Regions from separate parts of the Mus musculus genome. Here all the other regions are linked to region 6. A link is a contact called in public Hi-C, HiCAR-type and promoter capture Hi-C data. All regions are on one chromosome and are shown on one strand. Each heading gives the region's core, a stretch centred on a gene start, on an enhancer-like site or on the middle of the called end of the contact. The rest is flanking DNA. Distances are from core to core; before and after follow the strand shown.

Region 1 (3,697 bases), core at 1,070-3,569, 1.6 Mb before region 6:
GTTTACCTGGATTGATCTGTCATCAGACCCACCCCCAAAGAACATGCTTTTATCAGGAAGCTCAAGGGGGCAGTGCAGGGTCACAGCTGCCACTAAGACATGGTCTAGCATTAAGTTCCCTGGGTTATTAGGAAAAGCACAATTCTGCCAGGTGGGCAAGATGAAGCTGGTAACAACTATTTGAAAGACAACAGTGATGTACTTAATAAATAATCCTAGCCAAGTACTAGTGGTGCACACCGTTAATCCTCGCACTGGGGAGGCTAAGGCAGGTGGATCTCTGAGTTCCGGGCCAGCCTGGGCTACAGAATGAGTACCAGGACAGCCAAGGCTACATATGAAAACCCAGTCTCAAGAAAACTAAAACAAAAGGAAGGAAGGGAGGGAGGGAGGAAGGAAAGAAAGAAGAAAAGAAAGAAAGAATCCTTACAATATCTTTGCTGAATGAATCTGCCATCTGCCCAAATGGTCAGAGTTAAGTTTTCCATCTCTATTTAAATTATTCAATATGTAATCTGGGATCTGGACCTAAAAGAGATTTACAAGTGTCAAGTATGCACAATGCACAAGCCTACCTTGTCTATGAGTTAATAAGACCTTCTTCTGTTTGAGGCTGGCTCTTCCCTGGGCATTGGCCACATCCAGTTGCATGTAAAAGTATGTTCTTTACAGATCTCGAAGTGTGCAGAGTGATTTCTCACTGAGAAGGGATTACATTTCTATAACACCACTGCACTAGGGGGTTGGGGGGCATCTGGGGATTGCATTTATTTATTTATTTATTTATTTATTTATTTTGAGACAGGGCTTCTCTGTGTATCCTTGGCTCTCTGGAACTCACTCTGTAGACCAGGCTGGCCTTGAATTTAGAGATCTGCCTGCCTCTGCCTCCTGAGTGGGATTAAAGGTGTGTGCCACTATCGCCCAGCCTGGGGACTAAATTTATTACCTGCCAACTGAGCTACTGACTCTGAATTTTATTTTATTTTTTTGTCCCCACAGATCAAGCCTCCAAGTAAGAGAAATTTGCAAAGTAACAGGCTAATTAGAACAACATCTGGATTAAAAACCTAGGTCTTATGCCAGGTGCCAGCTCCCACACAGGAAGCGTGCTAAAACAGTGAATTTCCCAGGAACTGTATCAGGCTCGGGACAGCAAAAGCAGTAATTCATTGTAGCCAGCCTAGAACAGTGGGTTTATAGAGCCAGCTCCAGCCAGACACAAAGAGTGGTCAGAGAACAAAGAAGTCGGTCTAAATAAAGAGGGAGGATTCTGGGACTGGAACTCAATAGTTAATAGCCCCTACTTCTCTTACAGAGTACCAGAGTTTGGTTCCCAGCCCTCACACTGGGAGCTCACAACTTAGAGCTGCCTGTAATTCCAGTTCTAAGAGAGGATGAGACACCAGTGGCCTCCACAGGCACCTACACTCAGATATTCTTCCCCTATACGTATGTAATTCAAAATCTTTTTAAAACTAAGAGAACTTTTTTTTTCTAATTTAGGTCATATGTGTCTGCCACATGTAGAGTTACATGAGATTTTGAACCACCACTGTATGGGTGCTGGGAAGTCCTTGGAAAGAACGACAAGCCATCTTAACCTCTGAGCCATCTTTCTAGCTCTAAAAGGGACATTGGTATAGGCTAACAGGATTTGGTCTTTGCCATTACTACCCCATCAGCCCCCACTCCCACCCCCTTTTTTAAAGACAAGGTTCTGCTACGTGGTCCAGAAGACATTCTCCAATGATCCTCCAGCCTTGGCCACTTAAGTTAAGCGGTGGAGTGGCTATAGCCAGCATCTCAAGGATCCCAGAGATGACGTTTAAGTTCTGATCATCCCCCACCCCCTCCACTCCTCAGAGTTGCAGAAACTGCTTTCTTGTGCCACAGCGCCTGTTTCATGCAGTGATGGATGGAACCCAGGGCCTCATTCCATGCCCGGCTTGCTAGGGTTTTTTTTGTTTTTTTGTTTTTTTTCAAAAGGACGCCTGCAGGTAAGAACTAACGAACGGTGAATCTTCAAAGCCTCGGTGGCTTGCACTGAACGTGAGCCCTGAGCTCCTCGCCGCAGCACACTGGGCCTGCGCACTGGCAATGTCAGGCACGCAAGCGGAAGTGACGCCACTCGCGTACACCGCGGGAACCACGCCAAGCCGCAGCAGGGTCTCTGGACTCCGGGACGCTTCCGGAGCTTTTAGCTCTACGCGCTTGCGTCATCGCGTAGACTGGCAGGCCTGCGGGGCGGAGGGGTGACGTGTGCGTCGCGAATAGCAGAGAAGGGAGGGTCCAGGGAGACAAGTCGCCGTTAGCTCCGCCTCTTAAGGCGAACGTGCCCTTCACGCGGACTCAGGGAGCACATTGCAGTGCGGCTCCTTTAAACGTCGTGGTGACACGTGTGTGAGGCTCTGGAGGCCCGGATGGTGCGCATGCTGGCCCGGCCCGGATCGGACGCTGGTGCTGCGCGGGCCTTCCGCGGGTTCCCGAGAGGCCTAGGAGGTCGAGGTCGGGCGCGGCGGAGCGCAGGAGCTTCCGCGGGGCTTGGGACGAGGAGGGTGCGCGTTCTACCCGCGGGTTTTGGGGACTCCAGCGAAGGCTGACAGGTGCGTGCGTGGCCGGCGAGGGCACCGGGGAACGCAGAAAGAACATCGGACGCAAGGGACAGGGATCGCCGGGAAGGACAGGGCGTGAGAGGGGCGTAGGGCAACACTGGAGAAGGTTGGGGTGCGAGGGACTTGGAGGAACAAGGGATGCCAGGGACTCCGAGGAAGGGACAGGTGATGTGAGGGGTGCCTGTAAACCCTAGCGTAGCCAGGGAATTGCATCAGTCTTCATCCCAGGGAGCTTCTGGAACGTGAGGTCGCTGGGATCGCGGTTGTTCTCTCAGAGCGGGTTTTCCTTTGAAGGTTCCCGGAGCTGGAAATCTTAGGGTGGAGGTATAGCTGTAGTCCATTTTATAGACTAGGGCAGGGTCAGATCCTTAACACGGATCCACACCGAAATGTAATAGCAGGATAGCATTCTAACCAAAATGCCCATTGCTTATGGTGTGTGATTGTGTGTGCGCGCGCGAGCCTGCCTGCGTCTGTGGCGTGACCCTTGGTGATGGAGATGGTGGAATAGCATCCTAAGACAGGGAGGCACCTTGGATGCCTGAGGATGCCAAAGAGCATGTAGTTCAACTGTTCCCTGACTTGGAATGCTCTGCGGTGGGATGCCTTGGAGGCCCCAGCTCTGTCTTCGCCAGCATGTAAGTGACCCTGAGAATCTGACTTGAGTATTTCTTGGAAAACAGCTTAAAGAGCTGAAGGAAATGCTTTGTTTAAATGACATCTGTCAGAAGGGAGGAGCCAGGCTTGAGTTCCGAATTAGATATGTAAATTGGGCGTGCAGAGTATCCTAGTCCTTGAGAGACCTGGGTCGAGGAAGCATCCCGGTTGGCCTGAGAGTCACACGTGCTGCGTGTGCATGTTAGAGGGTTTGCTGGGAACTACACGAACATTTTTCTCGCTCCTACATCACATAGCCGTATCTTCCAGGTAGAATGATAGACACTTTTTTCCTGCTATAGCTTCAAAAATGATCTTGGCTGAGTAGCCTGCCTTGGTCCTAAGGCCCTTGTGGCAAATGCCTTTGGGTTAGTGTTCCCATTTGCTCATCCCTGAACCATGTTGGGCCAGGACAAAGTTCTCAC
Region 2 (3,991 bases), core at 100-2,599, 1.6 Mb before region 6:
CAATTACAGACTAAGGCTGTTGGCCATGGGGGAGAAAGGATTGCTGCAGCCCATCCAGCGAAGAGAAGGACCCACAAGGAAAGACCTGACTCTCCTTCCTCCCCATGTGGTTGGCCTGGCCCCTTCATGCCCTGCAGAAGCCCAGAGATTCCCACAACCCTCTACAGGCAGTGATTTGCAGAGAGAGGGAGCTGTGGGGGTAGAAGGCTGGTTCTGGGGCTGCATGGGGGATTTCAAGTCTTTGTTTCAATCAGGAAGACCCGTCCCAAAACTTCCCAGTGTCTCTTTTGCTGTATTTGTAGGTTTTTGTTTTGTTTTGTTTTGTTTTGTTTTTGAGGTGGAGTTTCACTATATTGTCCTCCTGCCTCAGTTTCCTGGGACGCTAGACTAACAACAGGTATGCCACAGGCAAGCACCACTACCCCAGGCCTTTCTGGGGTAAGAAGGGTTTGTGCATGCTGTGGTGGAGGACATCCTGGACAGGGACCTACCACCCAGAGATGCCCCAGCCCATATAAGACCCTCTGAGTCTGGGAATTAGTTTTCTCCTTTCCCCTGGTCTCTGGGATGCAATCTAGGGTCTCTCACATTGCTAGGCAAGTGCTCTGTCATTGAGCTGCAATGCACTCCCTGCTGGTCACTTGGCTAGAGTTCACAGGACAGGGTGTTCCCTAAGGGCCTTTTCAGATCATTGGTTGGTGCTTCCACTGATTAATTCTGCAGAGACCTCCTACCGCATAAATGCTCTCACCTCCACAGAAGCAGCCCCTGGCCACAACTGCAAAGGGGGATCAACCGGTCCTCCCGAAGAAAGCAGCAGAGCCTGTAAATTGAGGCTACTAATTTGGAAGTTATGTCCTCCTGTGCAACTTGGCGCCGGTAGGAAGTATAAGTAACGAACACAGATGAGTTTAGGTAATTTCCTCCTCGACGTGTTGGTGTCCGAGGCGGATACAGCTAGGGCCACCTTACCCTTCGGGTTATACCCGTGACCTTGAGTATGTTTAACCAGCCGAGTGGCTGGACGCTGGCCCTGGCTAGTAAACCACGCCCGCGGCCTACGCACGCTTGTGAAACTTGAAACCCGAAACTGCCCTGCCCCGAGGAGAGGGGGCGGTACCTAAGGAGAGAGGGCGTGACTTGGGGGCGGAGTCATAGATAGGCAGAGCCTAGGTGCCGCGCTTGCGTAAACGCAAACTAAAGAGGTCCTCAAGGGGACGGGGCCTAGAGGGCGTTCACGCACGCGCGTTTTGGCTGTGGGCGGGACCTTGTGCCGGGGGCGGTGCCTCGGGCGGCGCGTGCGCAGGCGCGTGCTGGGCAGTGCGGGCGCGGTGCGGGGGGCGGGGCTCCGCGGCTCGGAGCTGGCCTGTGGCGAGCTGGTGTCTGGCAGGACGCGGGCTGCGGGAGGTCAGTGGCGGTCGCGGGCCGGAGCCGGTCGCCAGCACCATGGAGGACGATGACAGCTATGGTGAGTGGGGCCGGTCCGCTGCCCCTTCGTGAGCTTCCGCCTGCGCCGGTGTCCCTGGGACGGGACGCGGAGCGCCGGGTGGCGGCAGTGCGAGGGCCCGGGGGTGACTGCCCAGACGCTCGAGGGCCTGAGGGTCGCCGGGGCTGAGGGTCGCCTGGACCTTTGGGTCGCCGTGAACTGAGAGTCACCCGGGCCTGAGGGTCGCTGGGAACTGAGTGTCACTCGAGCCTGAGGGTTGCCGGGGCTGTGGGTCACCCAGGCCTGGAGGGTCACGGCAGGGGTCGCCCGAACCTGAGGGCGCCGACGGAGACGGGTGTAAAACCGGGAATTGCTTTCGGGCTCCAGGACCGAGGTTACTCGGGCCTGGGGGTCGCTGGGGCTGAGGTTTGCGAGTCTAGGGGCCCCGGAAGGGGAGTCGCCGGGGTTAGAGGGTCTCCGCGGCGGGGGTTAACCGGAGCGCTGAGGGTCATGAGGATGCTGAGGAGCCCCGGGGTGCCGAGGGGAGTCAGGGCCAGGTGACCGGGGTCGTAGTCTTTAAGACGAGTCGCCTGCTGCTTGTCACCGGGGTGGCAGACGCCGCGAGCGGCCGCGGGACTAACACGCCCGGCCGGCCTGTGTTCCCTAGTAGTTTCCGGCTCTCAGGGGTGTTAGAAGTTATGTGCCCCATCCAGCTCTTTGTTCTGAGATGAACACAAGTGGCCTGACCGGGGCCTCTGAGCCGGGGACGTCGGTCAGGTTCGTGCTACCGTCGCATTGTGAATTAGCTCCTGGTCCCCTGGTCTGTCAGTCAGGGCCTGACCACACCGGGCAAGGGGATCAAGTTTGAGCTGTTGCCTGAAGGTAGCCGGGTAATGACACCAGTCCACATCCTCCACCAGGGCAGAAGCGATTTAGACTCTCCTGGCTAACCTTGCTGCTTGTTGGCGAACAGCCAGGGCTCTGGTCCCTCCGAGGGTGTGCAGTCTCTGGAGTTGTAGAAGGTTATTTGAAATGCTTTACGTGGTTGTTAGCATTGTTTCCAGGAGGAATGGAAGAAGGAATGGCAGGTAGGGCGAGTGGTGACCTTTTACTGGTTTGGCAGGGAAGTATGGCTCAGGAACTTAACAAGCTTATACGGCTTAGTGGAGCCAAACTCCGGTGTGTTGCCTCACAGGTAACTTTGCCTCCTCACACTCTGGTGAGGAATATTAAAGTACCAAGAGGGAAGAGTGTTAGGGCTTTGCAGGGGAGCCCTTAGAGAACCCTGACCCGGTGAAGCCATGAGGATTATGGCTAACAACTCCCAGAGCTTCAGATGTGTGAACACTGACTGTTTCCTTGAATGTTAGAGGTCTGTGCCTTCCTGTTCAGTGGAAGAAGCCGGCTTTTGCTACCTTCCAGGTAAACATGGTGTGTGCCTTCCTTTGTGATAGAAAAGCAGTCACCTGCAGGCAGGCCCCGAGGGATTGCTCGGCCCCCTTGGACCCTCAGGGTTTTTTTCTTCGGTTGGAAACCTTCACTGGCTTTCCCCACTGCTCTTTTCTCTCCCCCTTGTCCTTTGTTGTCCCCTGGGTGCCAGGGTTCTGCCAAGCTTTGTTCTTACCCTCCCCTGGTTATTGCCCGCTGGGTGAGGCAAGAGCTGCTGTTCTGGTTGGTTTAATAGTGACTTCTTTGACTCAGGCATGACTTGTACTAGGGAAGGAAAAATGGAAGGCTTTGGTTCCTGTTACTGCCAGGAATAGAGGGACTCAAACCCAAATTTACTCTGTAGATCTGGAGGTGAGAGTCCAAATTAGGTCACACTGGGCTGATACCAAGATTTTGTTAGGGTAGTGTTCCTGCCAGAGACTGGAGGGAAAAGTCGGCCTCCTTTCCTTTCCTAGCTCCAGAGGATGCTTCGCTTCCCTTGGAATCCATCCTTAAAGCCAGTGGATAGCATCTCTCCACTTTGTCTAATTGCTGCCCTTTCACAGGACACTTGTGTGTCACACCTACCTAGATAACTCAGGATAAGGATCGTAGTAGCCATCCACAAACCCAGCTTCCCTTTTGCCATGTGAGTAAACACTTTTAAAGACTTGAGGATTGTGATGTTCACATCTTTAACTTTTTAAAATTTTATTTATTTATTTATTTATTTATTTATTGCGCGTGGAGGTTATGAGACAGGAGTGGGTTCTCTGCTTCCACTCTGCCAGTCCTGGGATGAAACTTAGGTTGCTAGACTTAACACCAAGCGCTTTTGAACCCACTGGGACATCTCATCATCCCAGATGTGGGCATTCGTGCAAGCTTTCAAGAGAGCGGCATGGGAGGATGAAAAGGAAGCTCATTGCCCCCTTTATACACTTTTACGTCTTTTTACTTGGGAGGATCTAGAGGGGTTAAATACAAGAGAACTCCTCGAGTATCATATAGTATAAAATGGCCATGTGGAGACTGAGACCAGCTTTCCTTCTCTTTCTCCCTCTCTCCTTCCCTCTTTCCTTCTTTCCTTCCTTCCCTTCTTCTCCTTGTCTCCTCTCTTCTCCCCCTTCTCTTGAT
Region 3 (3,631 bases), core at 924-3,423, 1.4 Mb after region 6:
CTGACACCAAATTCTAGTGTGCAGATGTACATGCAGACAAAATATTCACATACATAAGCTACATACGTAAATAATTTATGTATAGGCTTGTGGGCAGCATTTATCTTACCTACTAGTCTTCTGGGGCAGGCGTAAAACACAATGACATGTTAGAGAATCATATTTACCTCTCAATAAGAAAGTGGTGGAGCCAATCAATGGTGGTGCACACCTTTGATCCCAGCACTAGGGAGGCAGAGGCAGGCAGATCTCTACCAGTTCAAGGCTGGCCTGGTCTATAGAGTGAGTTCCAGGACTGCCAGGGTTACACAGAGAAACACTGTCTTGAAAAACAAAACAAACAAACAAAGTGGGGAGTGATTAGTTGAGCAGAGGATTCTGGGATACTGAGTTTTGGTTCTCAGTCTGGTTGTAGGTCACATTATTACACCTACAGTCTCATAACCCATCAACTATGGTGGGAATGAATGCACTTCTCTGTATGTCAAACTTCAACTAAAAATAACCTTCATTTTTGTTGTTGTTCTTTTGTCTTCTCTCTGTAGACCAGGCTGGCTTCGAACTCACAGTTCTGCCCTCCTCTGCCTCCCCAGTGCCACCGCAGCATGGCTAAAAACATTCTTAAAATAGTGTAAAAAATATGAAATACAAAACAGGGGAAACTTCTGGATTATTAAGCTCCTACACAAGGCTCCAGCAGACCAGCCTGAAAGTTGAAATGGACTGACTCAGCATGAAGTTCACCAAGCTGTCACCTAGCCGTTCATCTGGCCCAAGAATTCCAGATTACAGTCAGGTCAGTCAAGCCAGTTTCCATTGGTATGACCACGTTCCTACTGCCATTTCCCTCTCACAAAACAAGTGGCATACTGTTTTGTGAGATCAGGTGCCACTCTGTATACAGCCCAGGCTAGCTTTGTACCTGAATTATGGAATAGAAGATTCAGCTAGGGGCGGGGCGGGGCGGGGCGAGGCAGGGGGCAGTTAAAACGTAGAGCAATTTTGTAAGTCCCTGGGTTCAATCTTCAACAAGAATAAACAAGAATCAGATGTTGTGAGGATGACAGGTTAGTCTTCCAAGAAGGAGAAGGACTCTCAGAGAAGCACTGGGCTTGTCTGGTTAGAGGTGACAATGGGTCCTGCCCTTATTTTAATTATATTTTTTGTGGTGTAATCGAAACCAGGATCATGTGCACATTAAGCATTCACCCTTCTTCAGGTCCTGTTCTTGTGTAGAAAACATGTGTGGGTCGGCTGGAGGGTAAAGTTGCTTGCCCTCAGCCTTAAATGAGTCTGAAACCCAGGAATTCACGTAGAGGAGGGAACCAACTCCTATAAGCTGTCCTCTGACTACCACACACCACGCGAACGCTGTGGCAAGTGTACACCGGCCCCCATAAATAATGTAATAAAATATATAAATGTTAGAAAAAACTTTTAAAAGATATTGATTTTAGGCTTTGCATCAATTTTCTTTTAAAACATGGAATATGAATGATTTACCTTGACTACTGAGCTTTTGGGTGCCCCCTAAGGTACGGTCTCACCCTGATCCCTGTACTGTCGGACCAGGGTCGAAGGTCGGGCTCTGGTCTCAGTGCCAGAGGGGGAACTTCTTCGCGTGTTTCCTCCCCCATCGTGGGAAGAGGGTGACTAGAAATAAGCTCTTGAGAGTTTAACACTTGTCCTTCTCTGACACGCACAAGTAGCTGTTTGAGGCTACATCAGTTCAACATCCAGACTTAAAAATCGAGGAGTCAAGAATAGCGGATACACGAGACTTCCGGGCTCTGGCCTTCTGATTGGCTGATACAAAAATCACTCAAACAACGACAACGGGGCATTGCGTCATCAGCGAGCGGCAAGCTTTACATAAAGTAAGCTCCTTTCCAATTGGCTCCCTTCTTCAAGAGCAACTGAAACAGCATAGGGGATTCGCGTTTCTTCAAATCTAGACTTCCGGCATCTGGAGGTACTAGGAAGACCGGAGAAATTTGATAAGCTTTTGAGGATTGGACGTTCTGGGGGCGGGGCCTTGGCGAGATGGGGGCATGGTTCTCTTTGGGGGCGTGGTTATTTCGGAAATCTTGGTGAAGTCTCCAAGTTGATGTTTCTAAGCAAGCGGGAGGCGAGGCTTGGGGCGGGGCTCCAGTGATGGGCGGGTCCAGAGGAGCGTCCTCGGCGGGCTGCTGGACCTGCGCTCAGCACTAGAGTCATTGCTAGCTCTTCCGCTTGCTGGTTGCACTTCTCAGCCATGGCTCCTCGCTGCTGGCACTGGTGGCGCTGGTCCGCGTGGTCTGGGCTTCGGCCGTCTCCCTCCAGGAGCACTCCGAGTAGGAGCAGGGCTCTTGGGGGCTGCACCAGGGCGAGGGGAGGCCTGTGATCAAGAGCGGGGGTCCGAGCAGAGCTGAGGCGGGGCTGGAGAGGGGCAAAGCTGAACGTGTCTGCTCTTGCGGGAGAAATGGGAGTGATGGAGAGGGGAGGATCTGTGCAAAGAGATGTAAGGCGTCCTGGGTAAGACAGCTCAGTAAAGGCTAAAAGGATAGACCATGAGGTCTTTATGTGTGATACGAGGTGAACGGAGGTGACAGGCAAATTCGAGGTGAGGAGATGAGCAATAGAGTTCTGTGGGGGAAAGAAGGGCTAGAAAAAAGCAAAATAGAAACGTGATGGGCATATGAAGACATGAGATCACATAAGGAACCTCTCAAGAAAGATAGTGCTGTGCAGGACAGCTTGGGGGATAAGGGGGTCTGGGGCAGATTATTTGTTATTGTTCATGGGTGAGACATGGGGTTCTGGATAAAGACAGCTCTGGCATTCAGATGAAATGGTGAAGCTTTGAGGAACGGAAAAAGGAAGATGCAGGTGAGGGTGAAGGCAAGGTGCAACTGGACAGAATTGGTTTGGGGTGGTAGGAGGGTGTTGGTTTGACCCTGCTGTCCCCTGCTCTACCTAGCCCCAGGCTTCTGCCAGAAGTTCTCCACACAGGAGAAGACCCCTCAGATCTGTGTGGTCGGCAGTGGCCCAGCTGGCTTCTACACAGCCCAACACTTGTTAAAGGTAAGCGAGGCACTCCTTCCAGGCTCCCTTCTTACCATTCATTTCTTGTCCCAATTCTGGGGGTAGGCTCCAGCCCTTTGGTTTGTCTGACAAGGAAGGGGCTTTTGACTAATGTAAGCTGTGTTCTTTCTAACTGATTCCACAGGTATAGCTGAGGCGCCCTAGGTCCTCAGCTGTGAGAGACATGCATTTGTTCCATGGATGGTGGTTGGGGACAGATGGGCAGCTGTCTTCTGCTTTGTAGGGAAGTCTTTTTCAGTCTAATGGGATGGCTTTCGCCTCCCCTTATCTTTACGCTTCTTTATCTCCAGCATTTTATATTTCAAGGCAATCTTGTCTGCAGCTTTGCGCCCTCCCCACGACCATTCTCTTCCACAAAGGCCAAGGTCTCAAAGCTTTCAGTATTAGTCTTGCCAGACAGGGCCTCAAGGTTGCCAGATGTACTGGAAACTCTGTCTCAGACCTTAAAGCAAAAGAGGAAGGGGGCGGGGTACTGCAGAGAAGGCTCCGTGGTTAGGAGTGTTTATGGTCTCACAGAGGACCAAAAGATGGGAGTTGGGTTCCCAGC
Region 4 (3,751 bases), core at 1,249-3,748, 1.8 Mb before region 6:
GGGATGGCCAGTAATAAGACCAGCACTGCACCAGAGCCTCACCTGTCCTCCAGGTAACCACCCATCATGTCGTGGCACAGCAGGGTCCGGGGCCTGGGGCTGCTGAGTGGAGGCCGGCGACACACCAGGGGTTCCAGGGCTACATTGAAGCCATCCTCCATGAGCGGGGTCCAGGCCAGGAGCTCCTCCAGCGTCGACAGGTAAAAGCTGATAGGTCTGGTAGTATCCTTGTCATAATATCTAGCTGGTCCACGGAGAGAACCGTTAGGAATATGGAAATCAGGGGACTCGAACATACTCTTCCTCTCTGACAGAGAGGGGAGTGGGGACTGCGATGGCCAGGAAGGGACATGAGTGGGGACTTTGGTCACCTCACCTGGTAAAGGATCCGGGGTGAAACTGACCACCTCTCTAAAGACTGCTTCCTCCTCTTGATCCTCGTTGATCCTAGGCAAAGGGTGGGTTTTAAAAGATTGATTTGCTCTTGTTTTTTGACACAAAGTCTTATGTAGCCCAGGTCAATCTGGAACTGTGTAGTCAAGGGTGACACTGACTTCTGATCTCTGTCCTACCACCTTCTAAGAGCTGGGACTAGAGGGGTGCTCTGCCACAGTCCCCCATTTATACTGGTGATTGAACTAGGGCTCTGCTCTGCACATGGTAGGTGAGCTACACTCGCAGGCACCCACAGGGTAAATAACTGCTGGAAGCAAATGGCTAAATAACACAGGACATGGCTTATAAAATACACACCAGAGGCATGCACGGCACCAGAAAAAGGGGATCTGGGGTTCATCTTCTTTATTAGCAACTAAGGCCTGCTCGTGCTTGGACAGACGCCAATGACAGCCCCACCCAACAGGTGAAACCCCCAAGTTAAACACTTCCTAGAACCACAGGCCTTCTCTGGCCAAGGGATATGGTCTTCGAGTACCAGCAAAATCACCGCCCCCTTCCCCCCCCCCATCTTCAGCAACTGAATAATACAAGGAATAACTACATTGGCTTCATGAAGTTGCAAAGTCTGAGTACAGCAAAATCAGAAACTGTTCATTTGTTAATATGTTTCAAAGTATCCTTTAAAGAGTAGTGAGGTGACACTATAGTAGCCATTTAGGTACACAGTTATCCAAGCTGGCATCCTTAAAAGCCCCCAGGGCCTGAGGCCATCAGGAATGACTTGAGCTCCCTCCTCAGGTTCTGCCATCAATCACACTGTCCCTCTGTAAGTAAACTGAGGAGCCTTTGGAACTGCGGGGATGGCCAGACAGTAGCAGGCTAAAATGGAGACGTCATCTTTTTCTTGTGGTGCTAGGGGCTCAAACCCAGAACTTCCTACATCCTAGGCAAGTGCTCTGCCATGAATCTCTCTCAAGACCTTCCATTTTAATTTTTGCGATGTGGCCTCACTACACCAGGTTGGGGCCTCAAACTTGTGATCCTCTTGCCTCACCCCATCAAGGAGTTGGAATTAAAGGCCTGTGTCATCAGGCCATGCAAAACACCCGCCTTTGAAATCTCACCACCAAATACTCCTCTTCCAGATGGCGCCCCCCTGGCTGACTCCTTTATCCTTCAGCTGCACCCAAAGGAACTCAAAGTCATCCCGTCTGCCCATGCCCACCTGTCACCTGAATGTCCCTCCAGTAAGAAGGAAAAGGACCTCTTAGGATGGCTTCTACCCACAAATACCTTTCCCGTCGGTCAGCAACCATCCTAAAGTCTGAATAGCCCATCTGTCTCACTGCTGTGGGTTTAAAAACGAAGCAGGACACATCAAGTTTGTGCTGATACCTTTCCCAGTGTCCCACCGACCACGGGGTTACAACCCTGGACCAGGGGGGTATGTCTGTCCACTTCTTTGCCTTTGTGCCTTTGCTCATTCTGATCCACCTAGTACAGTCCTCGTCCCTAAAGATTCAGTTCAAATATTACACGAACAGAAAGCCATCCATGTTCGGGATTGCCTAATCTATAGGGCCAAAGGAAGGTGCAGTAGCCTTGGCGCCAGACTGCCAGAACGAGATCCCGATGGGCTGGGACAGGGTCCGTCATAGGTTAGGAACAAGGGAGCTGCTAACTTGCTCGGGTGGCCCGTCTGCGACCGGGGATAGAAGGATGGAGGGACGTAGGTTTGTCCGCAAGCGACAGACAGTGTCGCGCTGCACGACAGGCAGCATGGCCACCCCAAGCCCAGACCTGGAGCTCAGCCCAGCCGTGCGCACCTCCGCCCCTGCCTCCGCCGCCCCGGCCTCCGCTCCGTCTGGTCCCGCGCCTGCTTCTCCGGGGCCGCGGGGCTCCGCTGCCTTGCAGCTCCCCGGGTCAGCACCGACGAGGTCTCCATGACTGTCAGCGACTGCCGACCGCTAAGCCCTCCAGACACTGCTCCAACAGCCAATCGCAAGCCTGGGCCTGCCCCTGCCGCAGCTCTCAGCCAATGGTGAGTGTGCAGCGCCGCGGTTGGCTCGCACCGAGTTCCGGCTAGGATCTGTCCACGTTCTGCAAGCGGCGGGTGTAGAGCCTGAGTTAAATAACCGGAGAGACGGGGCGGGACCTGATGGGCGGGGTCTAGGAGAAAGGCGGGGCTGCGTGGATCCTGAGCCCAAGGTTCTGAGACCCAAAAAAGTGTTATTTAGAGTTAGCCACGAAGTTTTCTTTCCAGACGAATGAAACAATCTGCCAGCGACAACCAAGTCGGTACACGTTAGCAATGAGCCCTGGAACTGGGCCACAGAGACTGGTGGCCTAGCTTCCCTGGGTCCCTGGCTCCTTGGATCCCTGGATTCCTGGATGGGATCTAATATTACAGGCACCTGTAATATTCTGCTTTTTTTAAGAAATTAAAATATAATTACATGTTTCCCTTCCCTTTCCTCCCTCCAATAGTTCCTGTGTACCTCATCCAATCTCTCTCAAATTCATGATTTTTACTTCTTTAATGTTTGTCATCTACGTGTGTGTATATATAAACACAACCTGTTCGGTCCCTTTAATGTTACTTGTATGCAAATGTTTTCAGGGCTGACCGTTTGGAATTGGATAACCAACACAGGCTGACGATTGTCTTTTCTTACTAATGAACAAAAGAAAGAGGTGTTATAACCAGCTTGAGGCAGGGCTCCATGGGATGCTATAGCCAGGTACGATGGGAAACCTAGGAGTAAAGGCAGGTGGAGAGATGGGGGCAGTGCTGCTGACCTGGAGGGACTGTTTCCATCTGTCCTGTAGGGTGGTCAGCATGGTGAGCATGGATAGTTTTCCCCTGAATGCATTCTTCTTACTCTTAAGCCTGTGTTCTGCAGGAAATAAATCCTCTCAAGTATTCAGGGTCCAGGAAGCTGCATCTGCCAGAGGGCACCTCCCACAGTACCTGGGCACAGAAGAGATTCACAGTAACCTTGATGGTCCTGTGTTCAGAGCGGTGAGCAGAAATGCCAGAAGACGAGGAAATGGCTTCTCCTCCCTGAGCCCAATACCCCTCTGCAGCTTGCAGCTTCTGGCCCCACAGCAGCTTGCCCAAGCCAAGTTCTCTGGGCCTCTTTATTACTGTTTACAGGCTTTGAGCTTTATGAGGCCCCAAGCATCCATAAACGCCAAGGGTGGGGATGGTGACTAAGGTGGTTGAATATAGGCCCTGGTTACATTGCCTGTTGGCCAGTCGGCCAGGGAAGGGACGCTGGGGAGCAGGACACTCTGATCTGTGGGACACAGTTGGCAGGACACCTCTTCCCACTGACCCAGGGTGGGGAGG
Region 5 (3,533 bases), core at 700-3,199, 1.3 Mb after region 6:
ATTTATTTATTTATTTACTGAGCCGGTTTTGCTACAGTTTGCTTATTTTAAACTATTGACCAGAGGCTGGCTTTAAGATCATTTCAGGTCAGATGTCTTAGACGCACAGTCACTCCCACTGCCCAGGCCTTTATTTACTGGGTAGACCCACATTCTGTTAACATTCTTCTGTAGGGTACCAGCTACAGGGAGGGGATGAAGGAAATCTCATAGCTGTGTTAAGCGTTCTGACTCCTTCACTGCCCCTGGACTACAGTCCTAATTCTGAGAAAACTTCCATTCTATTGGCAGTTCTCCTGAGCCCAAGGCCAACATCAGTGGGAGTCTGCACTGGCAGCTGCAATCTCACACACCCTATCTCTGTGCCCAGAGGAAGCTTGGTACTGCCAGGACTTGGCTCAGAGCAACTTTAATCCTACTCATCTTTACAGTAAAAGAAACAAGAAACTGGCTTGTGTTGGCCATAAGGAAGATTTAGGGTATATAAAAATAATTCCCTATAAACAGGAGTTCTGGAATCTCTTAAGGTTCCCATCAATTTGGTATCAGAGAACAGATGAAACTGATTAAGGGTTTATGCAAGTCTACTAACCATGGGAGTGCTTTATGGTATGGATGCGTTTGAGAGTCAAAGGTCAACCTGCAAAAGTTACAGTTCAAACTGGAAATGAATGACGTCTTGCCACTGCTCAACCCTGTGTTTGACGCTACACATTCTCTGGGTCCTAACCTATCAGCCCATCTTTCCAAGGAGTGCATTTACTTTCAAAAATGTACCGAAACGGTGACTGTTACGGCACAAAAGGTCTGGGACCAGGATTTTATCACCACCACAGGATGTATCACAAGCACTTCCTGCAGCCTTCAGTAGTGGACGCTATCATTAAACCCCGAGTTTAATACCACTTTACACAGGGATGGAACAGGACCTGAGTCCTCCGAAAGTGACCAAGATGTGGTCATTCACCCTGACCCAGTTCTGAATGCATTTGGCACCAGCAGCAGGGGGCCGCCCGGGAGCCAAAGAAAAACTCATGCAGATCTGAGAAGGGGTGGTCCCCAGGAGGGGCAGGGAATGTGACAGGAGCACGAAGGGGGCTCCCGTGGGTGCAGGTAGACAACTCCACGCAGGAGCAGCTGAGAAAAGAGCGGGGTGCGAAGGGAAACCGGAGTGTGCCTGAAGATGGGGCAGAACTGGGACGGGAGATCATTCTGAGGTGGCCAGTGCTAACTCGGGGGGAAGAGAGTGGACTCAAGTCCGGGTTTGCAGGACCCGCTGGAGGGAAACGCGTCCCAGAGATCGGAGCACCAGCCTGGAATGGGTCCCAACACCCGGGGGCGCGCCCGAGGGCGGGGCGCACCTTGTCGGAGTCCAGCTCCGGGTCCTCCTGGCAGCACAGGCGGCAGAGGAAGGACTTGGGCTCCCGGCCTAGGGTCTGTCTGGTGGTCACGAAGTAGGTACCGCCCACGTTGAGCCGGACCCAGCGGGCGGCCCCGCCGCCTCCCGTCCGCTCCGGAGGTCCGGGCCCGGGCTCCAGCGGCTGCGCGGCGGCGGCGGGCTGGCGGCCGTGTCCGCGGGGTGTCGGGCCCGCAGGGCGAGGGCTGGGGGGTCCGCGGCCCGAGCCGCCGCCGTCGCCCATCGCACTGCTGCCACCCCCTCCCAGCCCCGCCACTGCCGGGTCCAGCTGCAGCTCCGCCATCTTGGGCCGCCGCTGCCCGCGCGCCGCCGGGCCGGCCGACTCCTCGGCGGGGAGAGCCGGGCCGGCCCATCGGCGGGCGTGGGGCAGGGGGAAAAGGGACCCCGACGGCGCAGGCGCCGCGCCCGCCTTCCAGGACGGGACTCCATGCTCATTGGCTGAAGTGTGACATGAGACCCGCCTATTGCTCGTTCGGATTGGCCAAGGAGAGAACTTCCGGCAACTCTCTTCCGTTCCTTGCTTGCTGGAGAGAGAGCACTCCGCCGGGGGTCGGTGAAGGTGAGTGGGGTCTGAGGTGTTGGGTCGAATCTCCACGGACTCTTTTGTATTGTATTCCAGACCTCGCTTCCACACTTGTTCCAGCTCCACGGAGGACATCGGGCCTTCGAGCTGCCCCGCTAGCAGAGCGCCCGAGGTCACTGCTTTGCCCTGCTCGCTTTCCCGCGGGGCGAGCCTGGGGCCTGGCAGTGACTTAGCCAATCACCGTGAATTTAGATGTTGCCACAGACTTTTGTCTCACACTGTGTGGCGATCTCAGGAGTGGAGTTTAGGGGTCGGGAAAGCATCACAGAGTTAGGGTGGTAACTTTCAGAGAGGACAAGACACCTAGCAGACTTCAACTCTACGTCCTTCCCTTCGAATGGAGGATTCCTATTCCTCATGAGGTTTACCGATTGATCTAATTAACTATTGGTCATTCTCTATGCTTATGACCTGTGTATGAGAGCAGGCTGGCCAATTTGTCTGAGAAACAACCAGCGCTAGAGATGAATCAGATAACAAAAAGTCTGTAACTCCTGCTTTCTCCAGTGCACTTCGTTCTCTGGCATCCTTAGTTCACTTGACAACTGTCTTAGTCTCTGTCTCTGTCTCTTAGAGACGTAAGCTGTACTGAGGAAGGAAGGAAGGAAGGAAGGAAGGAAGGAAGGAAGGAAGGAAGGAGAGAGACCGGCATTTGACAACTTTGATCGATAGGAAGGTATCCCCCACTCAGAGCTTGTGTAGATGGTTTCCACTTTTCGGTTGGCTCTCTTCATAGTTATTTTCTGTATCTCGTCTTGTTTTGGTCTCAAGACCGCTTCAGTCACTTTCTTTTCACAGTATCATTTGTGTAAAAATGCCTCTGAAAGTGCACAGTATGTGTGCTGTGGACAGGATGACCTGGGCAGGACAGTTCGAGTGAATGGCCGGGGTTGTGGTGGAGAGTCAGTGGCCAAAACACAGTAGCTTAGTTAGCCTTTGGGCAGCTTATGACTTCCTTTAGAAGTGTCTGCAAAGAATAGAAATGAGTTGGGATAGAGGAAGGGCAGCCTGGTAGGAGAGAACATGTTTATATTCTGGGTTGTAGAGCTTTATTTTGATGTATTGAGACAAGCTCCCACATCTCTCATGTGACCTTGAACTTTGATTCTCTGCCTCTACCTCAGTGTTTCTGGTGCTGGAGAGGGAACCCAGGACTCTGTCCATGCCAGGCAAGCATTCTAGCAACTAGCTACATCCCTAGCCCTCTTTCCTGGTTTAAATCCGAATTCTTTCATCTGTTGCATATATATACCCATCAAATGCTTGAGCTGATCCGTCTCTTAACGACTTGTATTTCTCTGGAATGGTCTCCTTCAGGGGTTCTCTCCAAAGGCGCTGTTTTGTTTTCTAGTATCCCAAGATGGCTGGGCGTAAACTTGCTCTAAAAACCATTGATTGGGTATCTTTTGTGGAGGTCATGCCCCAAAACCAGAAGGCAATTGGAAATGCCCTGAAGTCCTGGAATGAGACCTTCCACGCCAGGTCAGTATGCTGTAAGAGGGAGCCCCCATCCTTGATGCTGAACCTGGAAGC
Region 6 (3,929 bases), core at 489-2,988:
GTCTCCTTTCCCCACCCACATGTACAAAAGCATATGGCTGTCTGTTAAGACTGAGGATTAAAAAAACCTATCTCAGGAGGTGCTTAAACATAGCCAGTGCTCTGGTCTTGCTGTGAGAATGGTCATCAAACCGTTTCTCCATGCCTGCTCAAACCTCGAGGACTCTTAATTCCACTCCATACCCGTCTCATCCACTGACCTGGGTGGAAATGTGTGTATTTTAACACTTTTTACGTGTTCTGAGAGATATCCAGGTTTGGAAGCCAGTGATTCTGTGTTACAGAAGACAAGGCTCTGTGCTACTCCCAGGTAGCAGGCCCAAATCTTTACTTAACCCAATTTCTAGGCCAAAAAACAGCTTGGTGGCTAAAGGGGAAACCAAACTCACTCAAGTCAACCAGACACATAGATGCAGTGGCACACGCATATACAAAAGAAACAGAACCCACTCACTGAACGTCAGTTTACTTAGCAGTTGAGTGAGGAACAATTTTGTATTCACCAATGTTAAATGCAGCTTGTGAGAGTGCTGAGTAAGGAGGACCACGCCCTCCTCTGGACAATCAATCCCCAACAACCTCTAACCCCACCCCCACCCCAAACCTAACAACCAACCCTTCCCAGCTACCACAACCCCTGCGACTCTATGAAGCTCTTACCAGGCGCAGGCATCCTGAAGGCCCTTGTGCACCACCACGCCTTTCCATGATGCTTCCTGGAGACAACACCTCCGTCTGAAGGAGTAATAAAGAGATCCCACTTCATTCTAACAGAAGCAACCTTACTGTGGTCATTCTCAAAACAGACCTCAAAACGTCGAGCCTCAGTAAACCATGACTCTTCACAAAAGTGTCATTTCAGACAGGGATAACTTAAATCATCCTCAGCTCAACCAGCAAGAGGCCCCCCAAACCCCCCAGTGCCAACCCAACTCATTTTTGGAAATCCGGTTCTGGCAACCACGTTGAGTTGCAGAACGACACTCTATAGCCCCAAATTACACCGGCACAGACCCTCTTCTGGACTTGTTTGGAACCCTTACCGACACGGGCTGCAGAGGGCTCAACGCGCATTCTTCTGGCTGAACTTGAGAACTATGTCTGAGGCAGATGCCCACCATCTACCTATGCCTTCTGACGGGTGGACCACACCGAGCCCGTTGGCTTTCAGGGATCCAGCCATTACTTCTGAGACGGAACCTGCATCTTGTCTCCCGAGTGCCAAAAGGCAATGCCTTCGGGGAAGGAGAAGTTATGCCGCGTTAGAGCTAACGGCTTTCAGTTTTCAATCCCGTTCATGACAATCTGTAGTTAGCAGGAGTCACTCGTGTTCACTTAAGGCCACCACCCTCAATGGAGACCCCAGGGAAGACAGAGCTGAGCACATGGCTGGCTTTGGGTCACAGAGAGAAGACCGCTCCCCGCCCCAAGAGAAGGGAGATCGAAGACCAAAAAGGGCTTCATCCCGTCCGCATCAAACGTCTCGCAGTCTGGGGAGCATTTCCTTAGACAGCATCTCAGACCTCCTAAGGCCCACAATAGCAAAGGAAAGGGCTGATCGTCGACACGTCACCTCCGGAGAGAGCAAGCGTGTCGACGGTATGTGTAGGAAAAACCTCATCTTCCCTTTTCCACAACTTACCATCACCCAAAGCTTAGGCCTTTCAGGGAGAACACCACAGACCCGCGCGGCCATAACTTCCAAACACGCGGCAGAGGACCTCGGAAAGGACGAGATCGCGCTTGCGCGCAGTCTTCCCGTTTTCCCTCCCCTCCGCAAGTCTCGCCGGAACTCTCGCGATGTCGAGAATGGTTTGATGGGAAATGTAGTTCTAAATCTACCGTTGCCAAGAATGGGTCGTCTCACCTCACATTGAGTGAAGAGAAAGGGGTAAGATGGTGGCAGCCACCAGGGGCAGCAGAGGGTTCGGGGTAAGGAGCTTGGACTGTGAACTTCGGCGGTCCCCCGCTAAGTCTGGGGAGGTGGAGAATGTTCGAGGGTTCAGGGACCGTTGAGGAAACTGAGGCTCGTTAATTGTGCTGCAGATTTTTATCTGGGGTGGAGAAATGTCACTTGGCTTAGTTCCTTAGTGAAGTCCAGGGAGAGTCCCAGGGAATGGGCAGAAGCTTTTAAGATGGGGGCGAGAGCGGGTTCCGGCGGCAGGGGGCACTCGAGAGCTGCAGGGGCGACCGTCAGTAGCAGCAGCAGCAGCCCCAGGTATTCGCCTGCCTGTGGCACTGTTCTCACAGGGAAGATACAATGAAATCGGCGCTGAGGACTAGCCGGTATAAGTTGGAGATAAAAACCATTTTAATAGAGGGGTTTAGTGTGAGGATTAGGAGAAAGAGAAGCGCTCAAGAAGAATGCATACCCAGGGTGGGAACTGGCTCAAGGAGAGTTGCAATTGATTGTGTTAGCCATGTATAATTCTAGTAGCTCGTGAGTTACATCTTAAAAGGTTGCTAGGAGACACCCCCTCCCCACTTTCTTGCTATCTTGGTAAGTGAAATAAGTGTGCTGGCCCCAGAGAAGCGTTGGATGGAACTGTAGGCACAAGTCGCTAGGGGTTGCATGGGGGTGGGGGTGGTGTAATTGGTGAGGGTCGCTGAAAAATTGTAGTTTAATATCTGGGAAGGGCAAAAGGGCCTTCAGCAGTTGGTAATTATGCCAGAATTCTTGTTTCTCTGTTGGCAAGAGACTTGACAGGATTCCTGAATGAGGGACCCTCTTCCTCTATCGTGGGCGTGTTTTCCATGTCTTTCGATCCTGCCTCGTTCGTTTAGAGTATCATTTTGCATGGGGCATCTTGACTTCATTTTTAAATAGGACAAAATGGCAAGGCAGGGCCAGAACTTATACCTATTTACAAGCTAGTTTAAATTTACAAGATCTAGAGCCTTTTATTCACAACCCTCGCCCGGTCCTCCAGTCCTCCTCAAATGGAACTCTGTAGCATTTAGCCTGTATCATCTTTTTAATGTGGAAATCTGTTACTCACTCTTAATGACCATATCCGTGTATATTTCTCTCCTTTAATTTAATTGTGAGTCCTTTTGGGGGGAGGGAACTCTCTTAATATTTTTTTTATTCCCTCATAGTGCTGGGCTTAGTGTTGGGCTGTGTCTTTCTCACAGAATGTCCCAAGGAGATAATCAATAATGTATTCAGCAAGAACACAGGCCCTTGAATTTTCTATCTTACCCTTGAAGACAGACTATTTTGTTGAGTTCTGACAGGAAGGATGCATTTTCTCTCGGCACATTAAGTTCTTTCATGTGAGACTTGCAGGGGGAATTCTCAAGAATTTGCCCAAAGCCGCTTGTGAAACTCGTGGGCACGTGACCTTCGGCAGACAAGATAATAATGGTAGTTAGCACATGACGAATTGGATTCGCTAGGTGGCTGCTCACTGTCTCAGGTTCTTTAACCCTCGCTATCTATGAAGCCCTGGGACTATCCCATCTGGCAGATGAGAAGACACGTGTCAAGAGGGGAGGGGAGGGGCTGGTTAAAGCCTCAGTGGTGCCTGACTTGGTTTGATCTCAGCCCGCAGAGTTTATGCTTTTATCATTCGGTTGCTAATGCGCTGAGCGAGTTGACCTACTACATAAGAGCTTTTCTTCCAGGGGGACAAGTAGGGCGGAGGAGGATTTGTGTCTTTAAAAATTGACGTGTGGGTATGAACATGTATGCAGGTGCACATGTATGAGAGTAGGTGGGTGCATGTAGAGGTCAGACATCAACTTTGGGTGCCTTTCTCAGTCACTCTCCACTTTAGGTGTGAAGTCCAAGTCTCTCACTAACCCTAGAGCTTGTGGATTGGCCAGACAGACTGACCAGTGAGCTCCAGGGATCCCCTGTGTCTCCACTTTCCCAGAGCTCAGACAACAGACACTGTTCCCACCTTCTGCTGCTGCTCTGTTTACTTA
Region 7 (3,488 bases), core at 27-2,526, 1.3 Mb before region 6:
GGAAGCAGGCAGCCCTCCCTCCTAGCCCAAGCTACTCTGTGTAGTCAGTTTGCCCTCCTACTGGTGTTACAAGAAGCCTGTGGTATCCAAGAGGGCAGGTCAGAAAGCCCACTGAGAGCAGACACTGTGTGTCACTTAGCTGGTTCTCAGGTGGCTGCCACTTCCTGCTGCCTGTTGCAAAACTCGACACTAGGCCTTTATAGATACTCACGTGACCAGGAGTAAACAACCTTTCACCTCAATCACCTGCTCTTATCAATACTCCCTCTCCACCCCACCATCGGGAAAGTTCAGACACCTTAAAACGTAGAGGCAAGAGAGGGTCCATTCTGACACCTCAGCGACTTTCAGGCAGTGGCTGAACCCGTTACAACGCTCTGTGGACAGTCCTCCTAGTCGACATTCCTTCTCAGGTTTGACCCTGTCCTGGGAAGTGAGGCTTCTCTCTCTGGGTTCCCCACTCCTGTTCTTGAATAAGGAGCCCCACAACCTCTTATTCTCTCTATACAGAGCCTGGGAAACAGCAAAACTCGGCTCGCCTACAAGACTCCAGCGCGCCCTCTGGTGGACTCGGGGGACGAGCATGGGATGAGGGTTTCTTTCCTCTAGCTCCCCCACCGCGCCGAGAGTACCTGGGCGGACCCACAGTTCGCCACGCAGGTTGGGAGGCCCAGATGAGTGATAAGGTAGTAGTTAGCTGCTCCTCCCACCCCACTCCCCAAAGGACATCAGCACCCACGTCTGTCACCGAAGAACCAGGCAATGGGCGGATGAGCTGAGGCCAGGTAGCTGCTTCTAAGTCAGTGTCTCCTCCACTTCTGGATCTCACAGCTTCATCTTTTGGACCTGTCTACAGGTAAATGTCGCGCATCCCCCTCCTCCACTTCCTAGGTCCCCAGTGGGCTGGTGGCTGAATGGTCCTACGTCCCTTTTGGTTGGCACGGGATGCTTGGAACTGTACATGAGGACCTCGGAGTGGCCTGGGTGCAGAGGGAGGGGAGCGTCCCCGCGGGGATCAAAAGAAAGGGAAGGGGTGCCAGGAGGGAGCCTCTCCCGGCTGGCCTCCTAGAACTGCCCGCGCGCTCCCATCGCGACGCCCCCGCCTCTGCCAGAAACCAGCCTTCTTAGAAGGGAGGGGGGGGAAAGTGTGAATGAGAAGTTGGGGGCGGAGCGCGCGGGGGAGGGGCCGCTGCCAGGAACGCTCGGCCAAGGCTGGCGCCGCGCCCGCCGGTCGGGCAGCCTCGCGCCGCGCTTTGTCTCCCTCTCGGTGAGTCTCGGCGGGTCCTGGAGGCCCCAGCTCCAAGCCCGCCCTCCGCGGCCCCTCCCTCGCCCTCCGCGCACAGCCTTTCAGTGCAGAGTAGTGACTAAACATTACAAGAAGACCGGCCGGGCAGTTCCAGGAATCGGGGGGCGGGGCGTACTGGCCGGGTAAATACCCGCGCGCGCGGCCTCCGAGGCGGCTCTAACTCTGACTCTACACTCGCCTGCTCTTACGACCGCTGTCTCTCCGGGCTCCCGGACGCCCCCTTCCCGGCCCAGCTCTCCGTCGAGGTCCCTCGCCCAGGTCCTTTGCCTGATTCGCCCAGGAGTGCGCCTCATCGGCCCGGGGAGCAGCGAAGCCAGAGGGGGCGCACGCACGGGGAGCCCCTTTGTAGACTTCACGGCTGCCAACATCTGGGCGCAGCGCGAGCCACTGCTGGCCGCCGCCTCGCCTCGGGGACCATAGGAGGCGCAGCCCCAAGGCCGGAGATTTCGCTTCGGGACTAGGTAGGAAGGAGGGGCGCGGTGTGGGGAAGGGTGGGGGCCTCGGTCCAGCTCGGGAGCTTTTCCCGGTTTCTCCTCCCCTTCCCGGGTCATTCCCGGTAGGGAGGGGACGAGGTAGGGGGCAGAGCGGATGAGAACCGAAGATCCCTGATTCCCGTCATACTCAGACTGGGGCCCTCGGGTTTCTCCTGTCCCCTCTCTCACATATCTCGGGTTTGGCACCCCCCTTTTTTCGCCCTCGCCACTGAGGACACCGGACTGAGAGGCGCCCTGAGCGTCCCTAGGGCTCTTGTGTCTCTCCCCATCCTGGCCGCGCTCCTGGAGACCCAACTTCCACGCGCGAGTTTTCTCTGGGCGTCCTCCTAGGGCGGGCAGGGGAAGAGACTGTCTGGGGTTGGCCGGCAGTGACCGAGGACAGTCGAGTTCCGCGAGGTGGCTGGGCCTGAGACACGGTCTAAAGCGGGGCAAAGGGGTGCCCCGGGCGCTAGGCGGAGGCTGGAGGGCCGGGCACGCTGGAGGGTTCCGGGCACTCACGCGCCTCACGCTTTGCTCTCTGCAGCTCCCCGGGATGCGGTAGCGGCCGCTGTGCGGAGGCCGCGAAGCAGCTGCAGCCACCGCCGCGCAGATCCACGCTGGCTCCGTGCGCCATGGTCACCCACAGCAAGTTTCCCGCCGCCGGGATGAGCCGCCCCCTGGACACCAGCCTGCGCCTCAAGACCTTCAGCTCCAAAAGCGAGTACCAGCTGGTGGTGAACGCCGTGCGCAAGCTGCAGGAGAGCGGATTCTACTGGAGCGCCGTGACCGGCGGCGAGGCGAACCTGCTGCTCAGCGCCGAGCCCGCGGGCACCTTTCTTATCCGCGACAGCTCGGACCAGCGCCACTTCTTCACGTTGAGCGTCAAGACCCAGTCGGGGACCAAGAACCTACGCATCCAGTGTGAGGGGGGCAGCTTTTCGCTGCAGAGTGACCCCCGAAGCACGCAGCCAGTTCCCCGCTTCGACTGTGTACTCAAGCTGGTGCACCACTACATGCCGCCTCCAGGGACCCCCTCCTTTTCTTTGCCACCCACGGAACCCTCGTCCGAAGTTCCGGAGCAGCCACCTGCCCAGGCACTCCCCGGGAGTACCCCCAAGAGAGCTTACTACATCTATTCTGGGGGCGAGAAGATTCCGCTGGTACTGAGCCGACCTCTCTCCTCCAACGTGGCCACCCTCCAGCATCTTTGTCGGAAGACTGTCAACGGCCACCTGGACTCCTATGAGAAAGTGACCCAGCTGCCTGGACCCATTCGGGAGTTCCTGGATCAGTATGATGCTCCACTTTAAGGAGCAAAAGGGTCAGAGGGGGGCCTGGGTCGGTCGGTCGCCTCTCCTCCGAGGCACATGGCACAAGCACAAAAATCCAGCCCCAACGGTCGGTAGCTCCCAGTGAGCCAGGGGCAGATTGGCTTCTTCCTCAGGCCCTCCACTCCCGCAGAGTAGAGCTGGCAGGACCTGGAATTCGTCTGAGGGGAGGGGGAGCTGCCACCTGCTTTCCCCCCTCCCCCAGCTCCAGCTTCTTTCAAGTGGAGCCAGCCGGCCTGGCCTGGTGGGACAATACCTTTGACAAGCGGACTCTCCCCTCCCCTTCCTCCACACCCCCTCTGCTTCCCAAGGGAGGTGGGGACACCTCCAAGTGTTGAACTTAGAACTGCAAGGGGAATCTTCAAACTTTCCCGCTGGAAC

What was found. Promoter capture Hi-C pulls out the DNA fragments that hold promoters and counts their contacts. A called contact is a pair of places that touch in the nucleus more often than the background predicts. HiCAR-type assays count read pairs that join an accessible place to other places.
Region 1: a contact with region 6 is called in a HiCAR-type map of astrocytes, with 4 times the contacts expected there. The contact joins the promoter of Usp36 here to the promoter of Snhg16 in region 6. A contact is called at or near these places in 1 of 39 promoter capture datasets (liver) and 1 of 115 datasets of contacts at active chromatin or transcription factors (astrocytes).
Region 2: a contact with region 6 is called in a promoter capture Hi-C map of liver, with 2.3 times the contacts expected there. The contact joins the promoter of Cyth1 here to the promoter of Snhg16 in region 6. A contact is called at or near these places in 5 of 39 promoter capture datasets (cranial neural crest, hematopoietic stem and progenitor cells, liver and 1 more) and 1 of 484 Hi-C or Micro-C datasets (B cells).
Region 3: a promoter capture Hi-C map of pre-B cells shows a contact between it and region 6, with 2.1 times the contacts expected there. The contact joins the promoter of Fdxr here to the promoter of Snhg16 in region 6. A contact is called at or near these places in 1 of 39 promoter capture datasets (pre-B cells) and 1 of 484 Hi-C or Micro-C datasets (erythroblasts).
Region 4: a contact with region 6 is called in a Hi-C map of B cells, with 5 read pairs. The contact joins the promoter of Engase here to the promoter of Snhg16 in region 6. A contact is called at or near these places in 3 of 39 promoter capture datasets (liver and pre-B cells) and 1 of 484 Hi-C or Micro-C datasets (B cells).
Region 5: a contact with region 6 is called in a promoter capture Hi-C map of pre-B cells, with 4 times the contacts expected there. The contact joins the promoter of Atp5h here to the promoter of Snhg16 in region 6. A contact is called at or near these places in 3 of 39 promoter capture datasets (hematopoietic stem and progenitor cells, liver and pre-B cells), 1 of 115 datasets of contacts at active chromatin or transcription factors (microglia) and 1 of 9 other capture datasets (adipose tissue).
Region 7: a promoter capture Hi-C map of liver shows a contact between it and region 6, with 3 times the contacts expected there. The contact joins the promoter of Socs3 here to the promoter of Snhg16 in region 6. A contact is called at or near these places in 2 of 39 promoter capture datasets (liver and pre-B cells).

Annotation. Positions count from the first base shown.
Region 1 is chr11:118,288,866-118,292,562 of GRCm38.p6, reverse strand. It overlaps Usp36 (ubiquitin specific peptidase 36), which reads left to right and starts at 2,319. Exons shown (of 21, transcript NM_001033528.1): 1 at 2,319-2,606.
Region 2 is chr11:118,245,916-118,249,906 of GRCm38.p6, reverse strand. It overlaps Cyth1 (cytohesin 1), which reads left to right and starts at 1,349. Exons shown (of 14, transcript NM_011180.4): 1 at 1,349-1,468. The coding sequence starts at 1,447.
Region 3 is chr11:115,275,511-115,279,141 of GRCm38.p6, reverse strand. It overlaps Fdxr (ferredoxin reductase), which reads left to right and starts at 2,173. Exons shown (of 12, transcript NM_007997.1): 1 at 2,173-2,333; 2 at 2,960-3,063. The coding sequence starts at 2,255. It overlaps Fads6 (fatty acid desaturase domain family, member 6), which reads left to right. Exons shown (of 6, transcript NM_178035.5): 6 at 1-515.
Region 4 is chr11:118,475,579-118,479,329 of GRCm38.p6, reverse strand. Engase (endo-beta-N-acetylglucosaminidase) reads right to left here and starts at 2,498. Exons shown (of 14, transcript NM_172573.3): 1 at 2,226-2,498; 2 at 377-447; 3 at 43-244. The coding sequence starts at 2,344.
Region 5 is chr11:115,418,335-115,421,867 of GRCm38.p6, reverse strand. It overlaps Atp5h (ATP synthase, H+ transporting, mitochondrial F0 complex, subunit D), which reads left to right and starts at 1,949. Exons shown (of 6, transcript NM_027862.1): 1 at 1,949-1,976; 2 at 3,352-3,482. The coding sequence starts at 3,361. Kctd2 (potassium channel tetramerisation domain containing 2) reads right to left here and starts at 1,742. Exons shown (of 6, transcript NM_183285.3): 1 at 1,362-1,742. The coding sequence starts at 1,700.
Region 6 is chr11:116,669,469-116,673,397 of GRCm38.p6, reverse strand. Snhg16 (small nucleolar RNA host gene 16) reads right to left here and starts at 1,738. Exons shown (of 5, transcript NR_027821.1): 1 at 1,642-1,738; 2 at 1,043-1,234; 3 at 660-734. It overlaps Snord1c (small nucleolar RNA, C/D box 1C), which reads right to left and starts at 893; the gene lies at 816-893.
Region 7 is chr11:117,967,154-117,970,641 of GRCm38.p6, reverse strand. Socs3 (suppressor of cytokine signaling 3) reads left to right here and starts at 1,276. Exons shown (of 2, transcript NM_007707.3): 1 at 1,276-1,767; 2 at 2,324-3,488. The coding sequence starts at 2,412. The coding sequence ends at 3,089.